Linked DNA regions of Anser cygnoides: region 1 is linked to region 2. The links are chromatin contacts, called in public Hi-C maps. All regions are on one chromosome and are shown on one strand. Each heading gives the region's core, a stretch centred on a gene start, on an enhancer-like site or on the middle of the called end of the contact. The rest is flanking DNA. Distances are from core to core; before and after follow the strand shown. Region 1 holds the start of FZD1 (frizzled class receptor 1). Region 2 overlaps CDK14 (cyclin dependent kinase 14).

Evidence for each region. A called contact is a pair of places that touch in the nucleus more often than the background predicts.
Region 1: a Hi-C map of fetal liver shows a contact between it and region 2, with 1.8 times the contacts expected there. The contact joins the promoter of FZD1 here to the enhancer-like site in region 2. A contact is called at or near these places in 2 of 7 Hi-C or Micro-C datasets (fetal liver and granulosa cells).

The regions. Positions count from the first base shown.
Region 1 is chr2:24,657,299-24,661,069 of Taihu_goose_T2T_genome, forward strand. It overlaps FZD1 (frizzled class receptor 1), which reads left to right and starts at 1,678. Exons shown (of 2, transcript XM_048077531.2): 1 at 1,678-3,743. The coding sequence starts at 1,811. The coding sequence ends at 3,574.
Region 2 is chr2:24,536,021-24,540,017 of Taihu_goose_T2T_genome, forward strand. All of the region lies in intron 12 of CDK14 (cyclin dependent kinase 14), which reads left to right. Among named protein-coding and RNA genes, the nearest start is that of FZD1, 120 kb to the right of the region's middle. Within about 2 kb of position 2,456, at least 2 of the 3 cell types and tissues checked have open chromatin away from gene starts, as enhancers often do. A contact at or near this core is called in fetal liver, where this site is marked.

The sequences.
Region 1 (3,771 bases), core at 428-2,927, 120 kb after region 2:
TCCAGCAGTCGTTATACAGCACAGATCTTGCTCTTAATTAGTTTGAATGTGGGACAGCACTGCTGGGAGAAAGAAAGTGGCCTAAATAGCAGGCCCAAATTTTATCTGCAGCTATCCAAGAAATACGGATGTCTTTTATTAACCCTTGCCACCTATGACAGCTAGAAGTACATACTAGGCTTGTCTTATTCCTAATGGATTTTTGCAGCCCATTAGCCTATAAGGGAAGAGGGTCGTAGCATGCCGCAGAGAACCAAGACAGCTGGCCAGGGAAGTTTCGCGCCTGGTTCTGCTCTGAAAGGCAGCATTAACAGTCAGACAAATACGAGGACATTCATGTCCACGACACAGAGGTTTGGTTACTGAGCGTTTAGAAAACGTGCTGGGATCTTCCTCACCTCCAGGAGCACAGTTTATTATTCTTCTTGAATTCCAGAGAGCCCGGTAAATCCCCCGCTCAGCCTCCACCATTTTTCCAGGCTGCGCACTTTGGGAGAACCAACAGAACGGCCATTCTGCACCAGCGGACGCGCCTCAGACATGCCGAAAGAAATGGCCATTGTTGGCAATTACTGTATGCCCATTCACTTGGCAAAACCCTCCTTTCTCAGGACATAGCGAGCACTTTAAAAACCTGACGGGAGGTACTTCAGGTCACACAGCATTCATCTCAAATTAAGCTCAAATAGCTGCGTGTTGGGCAGATGGGGGAAGAGGGGCTGGGACGCCCTATTTTCGTGATTATTTTGTGTTTCAGGCTAGTGCTGTAGTTGCTCTAGGAGGAACACGTAGATGAAATACTGACAATAACTGAGTACTGAGATCCTTAAGATGTCTCTGGAGAGAGGGAGGTGGGTTTTGGCTGTCTCACACCACCAGCTGCATGTTTCTGAGGCGGCTCTCGCGGGCTCAGCTCTCAAACAGCCCAAGTCGCTGCAACCACCGGATCCCCTCGATGTAAGCCCCGCACCGACCCCCGTTATTGTTCCCCGCTCCCTCCCCTCCTCCCACCCTTCCGCCGCCCCCTGCCCCTTCGGAATCACCGACCGGGCCGGGACGAGCAGGGCGGCCGTCCCCGGGGGGCGATGCCCGGCCTGCCGTGCCCCCAGCCCAGCCTCCGGCCACAACTTGCCCCCCCCCCTCCCTTCCCTTCCCCTCCCTGCGGCTCCGCGGCGGGGGGCGCGCTGAGGGGAGCGTGCGGCGGCCGCTTTGTGAGGGGCTTCGCCCGCCCTTTGTGCCGCCCGCCCGCGCTCCCCGGGACCCCCCCTGTCCCCCGCAACCCCTCCGAGCTCGTCTCCCCCCTGCGGGGGCTCGACGCGGGGCGGCCCTGCCCGGCCCCCCCTCAGCCCCGTCCCGCCCCGTCCCGCCCCGCCGCCTTTGTGCGCGGCGCGGGGCAGCCCCGCGGCCGCCTTGCGCCCGCCCCCGGGCGCGGCGCTGGAGCCGGTCCCTTGCGCAGGAAACTTCGGCGTCGGTTTCAAGGCCCCTCCCCGGCGGGGCAGGCAGACTGCGGGGCGCCTGGAAACCGGTCGGAGGGCGCGCGGGCTCGGGGGGCCGGCACAAATGGTCGGGCGGCGGCGGCGGCGGCGGCGCTAGGAGGCGGTGGCGGCGGGAGGGAGGCAGGCACGGAGGGAGGGCGGCGGGCGCTGCCTGCCGGGGCGGGCGGCAGCGGCAGAGCAGCAGCAGCAGCAGCAGCAGCGCGAGTGGCGGCCGGGGCTGCCCCGTCCCTGCCCGCCGCTCCCTTCATGAGCCGCAGCTCGGGGCCCGGAGGAGCGGCGCGGCGGCGGCGGAGGGAGCCCGGCAGCGACTGAGCATGGCCGAGCGGCGCGGGCCGGCGGGCGGCGGGGAAGTTGGCGGCGGCCGGTGCCGGCGGCTGCTGCCGGTGCCGCTGCTGCCGCTGCTGCTGCTGTGGGCGGCGGCGCTGCCGGCCGGGGGGCAGCCGCCCGCGCCGCAGTACAACGGCGAGCGGGGCATCTCCATCCCGGACCACGGGTACTGCCAGCCCATCTCCATCCCGCTGTGCACCGACATCGCCTACAACCAGACCATCATGCCCAACCTGCTGGGCCACACCAACCAGGAGGACGCGGGGCTGGAGGTGCACCAGTTCTACCCGCTGGTCAAGGTGCAGTGCTCGGCCGAGCTCAAGTTCTTCCTCTGCTCCATGTACGCGCCCGTCTGCACCGTGCTGGAGCAGGCCCTGCCGCCCTGCCGCTCCCTTTGCGAGCGCGCCCGCCAGGGCTGCGAGGCCCTCATGAACAAGTTCGGCTTCCAGTGGCCCGACACGCTGCGCTGCGAGAAGTTCCCGGTGCACGGGGCCGGCGAGCTGTGCGTGGGGCAGAACGCCTCCGAGCGCGGCACCCCGACGCCCGCCTTGCACCCCGAGAGCTGGACCAGCAACCCCCAGCGCGGGGGTGCCGGCGGCGGGGCCGGGGGCTCGGGGCCCGGCGAGCCCCGTGGGCGCTTCTCCTGCCCGCGGGCGCTGAAGGTGCCCTCTTACCTGAACTACCGCTTCCTGGGCGAGAAGGACTGCGGGGCGCCCTGCGAGCCCGGCCGCCTCTACGGGCTCATGTACTTCGGGCCCGAGGAGCTGCGCTTCTCCCGCACCTGGATCGGCATCTGGTCGGTGCTCTGCTGCGCCTCCACCCTCTTCACCGTGCTCACCTACCTGGTGGACATGAAGCGGTTCAGCTACCCCGAGCGGCCCATCATCTTCCTCTCGGGATGCTACACGGCCGTGGCCGTGGCCTACATCGCCGGCTTCCTGCTGGAGGAGAGGGTGGTCTGCAACGAGCGCTTCGCTGAGGACGGCTCCCGGACCGTGGCGCAGGGCACAAAGCGGGAGGGCTGCACCATCCTCTTCATGATGCTCTACTTCTTCGGCATGGCCAGCTCCATCTGGTGGGTCATCCTCTCCCTCACCTGGTTCCTGGCCGCCGGCATGAAGTGGGGCCACGAGGCCATCGAGGCCAACTCCCAGTACTTCCACCTGGCCGCCTGGGCCGTGCCGGCCATCAAGACCATCACCATCCTGGCCCTGGGGCAGGTGGACGGGGACGTGCTCAGCGGCGTCTGCTTTGTGGGCATCAACAACGTGGACGCGCTGCGGGGCTTCGTGCTGGCCCCCCTGTTCGTCTACCTGTTCATCGGCACCTCCTTCCTGCTGGCTGGCTTTGTGTCCCTCTTCAGGATCCGGACCATCATGAAGCACGATGGCACCAAGACGGAAAAGCTGGAGAAGCTCATGGTGAGGATAGGCATCTTCAGCGTCCTCTACACGGTGCCGGCCACCATCGTCATTGCCTGCTATTTTTACGAGCAAGCTTTTAGGGAACAGTGGGAAAGGAGCTGGGTCACGCAGAGCTGTAAGAGCTATGCCATCCCCTGTCCTAATAACCACAGCAGCCATCACCCACCCATGAGCCCTGACTTCACCGTCTTCATGATCAAGTATCTCATGACCTTAATCGTGGGCATCACCTCGGGCTTCTGGATCTGGTCGGGGAAAACGCTGAACTCCTGGAGGAAGTTCTACACCAGGCTCACCAACAGCAAGCAGGGCGAGACCACCGTCTGAGACCCCCGGCCGGGGGGCCGGGCGGGCGGAGGACCCGGGCTCTGCCCGCAGAGCACCCGCCGTGCCCCGGTACCGGCTGCACGCTCGCGCTTATCCAGCCCCGGCAAACTTCAAACTTTGCAGACTGCTTGTTGTCCTGCAGGCGACGGGGAGCAGAGGAAAAAGTCAGGTGGGAAACTCCTGCGCTTGGGACAGAC
Region 2 (3,997 bases), core at 1,206-3,705:
ATATTAAGTAATTTGTCACAAAGAAACTGCCTTAGAAACTGTAAAGCCGTGCAATAATTGAATGCGGTGCTCCCAAATCAGGAGATAATATCTTCAACTTTCTGAATGCAAGGAAGTTTTCTCTGGTTACTGATCTTTCACAACTAGGCACAGTCCAGCCCTTTATCTTGTTTGTGTATATACTTCAAGGCCCTGACATTGAAGAATAACCATATGGGTTTAGAAGTCTTCAAAAAGGCTTACTTCAAAATATGTTATAATTTATGTAAGTATAAGTTACTAGAAGGAAGAATAACACTCGTCCAGCTTCCATAGAACTAGCTTCACATATATAAGGTAGAGAAACAAAAAATAAAAATAAAAATTAAAAAATCCACAACAAATCCAAGACCCCCCAGAAGGCCATAGCTGGTAGATTGGATGCAGTATAATTGCACCTGACTGATTACACCAGCTTCCATGAGATGTGGAGTGTAAAGCCAGAGCCAGGCCATGGAACAATGATGCACCTAGTGGCTCTTTAATTTTCAGTCTCACTGAAAATTAGCAAAAAATGTGGAATGTAAGAGTAATGTCAAAGTGAAACCCACAGTTACTATATAAGGAGTCAGATTCCTAAAATTCTCTGAATGGAATAGGTCAATATTTAATCCTACTTTTGGAAAGTGTTTGAGGGAAGTAATATAACTGTCACTCAGAGTGCATTAAATCCTTTTGAGACTGAATTTTCTCACTGACTGTGAAAATATCTGAAAATTATTAGGATAGTATTTACTAGGTAAGATGTGATTTATAAGTTTTTCAGAAAATTCTTATGACGTTGGAAGCATTCCAACATTTTGTTGGAAACAAAACTTGCATTGACGTTTGCTTCTCTCTAATATGAAGCTTCATGTACATTGCATGACCTAACATTGTGGAATGTGTTTACAAAATACTGGCCCAAAAATAATTAAGATGTGGTAATGTGATCTTCCTATAGAGCTCACAGTGAATTATGTTTTCACCTTTTTTTTTTAAAAAAAAAAAAAAAAAACTTTTCTGTTGAATTACATCTAAACAATAAAAACCAGGAACAGCTCTGCCTTCAGAATGCAATGCAACCTCTTTCAATTTGCAAAAGCTTCTCCACAATAAATAAAAAACCCTTACAGAAGAATGACAAAAGAGAACTAATTATCCTTGTGTATATTTGGTAGGACATAAAAAGCTTTTTCAGATCCTTCTGTCATAATGGGTTTCATTGTGAGAAATTAGGTTGGAAAGAAAAGGTGCAATTGAAAACAAATTCTGCTCTGCATAAATAGGACTGCTACTTCGTAATTCCCCAAAACGGCTGTATTTATTATATAAATAAGACTTTATTCTCCCAGCTAGTCCCACTACTGAGGTTTTCTTCCTCCAACAAAATGGCCTCTGTACTTGAGACCTCTCTTCTAGAGGATACACTGTTTGAAAGTTGCATTCCAGGATGGGCTTGCCTATTTTGGGACTGTTATTCTGTGAAAACTTCCTGAAGAAAGCAGTGAGTGAAAAGAAATGAGTGCATTTGCTTTGAATCTGTGTTTCATTTCAAACCTGACGTAGACTTCGGAATTGTTAAGAGCTGAGACTTGGGAGCATTTTTTTGCTAGTTTGCTTTGCTTTTTTGAGACAATCTTTGCCTTAGTGAGGTTCTGAGTAAAGACAAAACTCTCTTCTCATTGTCATTTTTATCTTGTTCACCCCATGCCCTGTAAGCAGCATTGTTCATTGCAGTGGAGTCTGTAGTGCTGCCAGAAAAATATTCAAGATCTCAAGCACAGCAGGAGCAAAAAAACTGTCTAGTGTTGTTAGTAAAACCTTTCTGATAGACAAAACCAAACAGTAATGGTTTAAAACTGTGCCTGTGCAAAAGTTGGGGTGCATTCTGGTCCAGGCTGGTTTATATATGTACACGTGTTTGCAGTTGGAGCATGTCCTGCAGTTGTGCCGGAGCTGTCTCCTTGTTTGCATTTAAGGAGTGATCAGGAACCAAGCTGAGGGGAGGGGTGAGGATGGAAACCAGGCACAAAAAGAGAAGATTTTATAGAAGTATTTGTGATTTAGAGGCATATAAACCTGCCTCTGTCTCCTGATGATTTGCTTGGTGTGATATTGCTGTGCTTTTTTTTTCATTTCCTATTATGTTTCATGTTTCACATAAATACCCCCTTTATCAGTCATTATCTTTTCTCCGAGGGACTTTAGGAAGCATATCGTGGCAAAACCTATGTTAATATGGGATGCAAACAAAAAGTCATTTCACAGGTAGTAAATTTATTACGCTATTTTGTTAAATAAATAAATACATTCTCCGGGATGTGATAGCATGCCGATTGACCCTTTCTGTGCAGTAGCCACAGGCTGGGACCAGGCAGAGCCTGGCAGCGAAGGCCGGCAGCGGGATGCTGTGGGGTGGGCTCCAGCCTTAGCACTGCGGAGCTCTCTGCGCTAGGAGGAGCGCTTGAGCTGACCCAGCAGTCGCTCCTCTAGTGTTAGAGACCCTCAGCAGAGGGGAATTTTTGTTATATTTTCCTAACGCAATTTTTTTGGTTTGTTTATTTCACTAACTAGCGGGGTTTATTAAATTAATTTCAGGGGGGATGAAGTTGCTTGTTTACACTTACGTGTCTTTTTGTGTGTCTGTTACTATGCATTGCACTCAATACAATTTGTTATGATTCTGGCATCATAAAGGGGCTCAAGTGCAGAAGTCAAAGTTCCCAGCCTGGCTCAGGAGTGTTTAGTGCAATAGCTGAAATGCACCGTATGTCTTGTCAGCTTTATGGTAATGAATTATATTACACTGATTGAAACCAGTGACTGAGAAAGACAGAGTTTCTCTATTTATACCTTTGCCAAGATGAAAAAATCTTCACACTTTATATTTGAATGTTTCTTTCATTCTAATTGTAAATTACTCAAACGTTACAGCTTCTATACATTTGGATGGAGATTATTCCTCAGCCTAACAGACCTCATTATTATAATGCTTATCCTGATATTCAATTTATTTTTGCTTCTGCCTTAATTCCCCCTCTTTTGTGATGTTGATAAGCTTTATGTATTGTGTTACATCCTCCTGGCCCAGTTAAAAATAATAATAAACCTCCTAACTGGACAACAAAAGCCTTTGTCCTCTCTAATATGAAGCTTTTTTTTTCTGTATACTACTAACTCTAGGTTGTTTCTTTAGTATAATCACATTGTTACCATCCTATACCTATATCTGTGACAACTGTGAAAATATAGCCCTAAATTATATGGCTATTCTTTGTTGTGCAACAACTAATTCAATTTCTGGCATTGGACTAGAGTTTTTTGGCATTATATCTGGCCTATTATCTCTGAACCTATCCATATTTTCAGTTATTTTTCCCTGGAAGTAATTGTTTATTATCCTCTATCCTGTGTGTAGATTTTCTGCCCATGTATCTCACTTCTATTAGCCTCGTTGTACTAATTTTTTTGTCTTTGTTGGTGTCTTCAGCATTTAGTTTCGTCTAAGAACTGATTCAGTATGCAGCATATCCTTTAGTCCAGTTCATTAATAAAGATGTTAAATAAAACTGTGACTAACACTAATCCCTCTGGCACACAGCTGGACACTTCCCTTCCAACTCAGTACATTGCCACTTATCATTACCCTTTCCTTATGATCTGTCAGCCAGTTTTCTGTCTATGAGATAGTATATCACATCCCAGCTCTTCTGAGTTTGTCTACAGAGCAAGATTTTTAGAGAAACTGCATCAAACACTGTGTCCTGTCACTTTGTTCCACCGAAGATAAAGCCAATTTTTAAAAATAATCAGTTCATCTGATATCTTGTTCATTAGTAATCTGTTCTTTTGATCACCATTTTCTCTAAGAGTTTACAAAGCCATTTCTCCCTAAAACTATTTTTGCTTCTATAGTGTCTGTATTTTGTTTTTATTGTCTATCTTTTGCTACTGTATTGCATGTCAATGTCCAGCA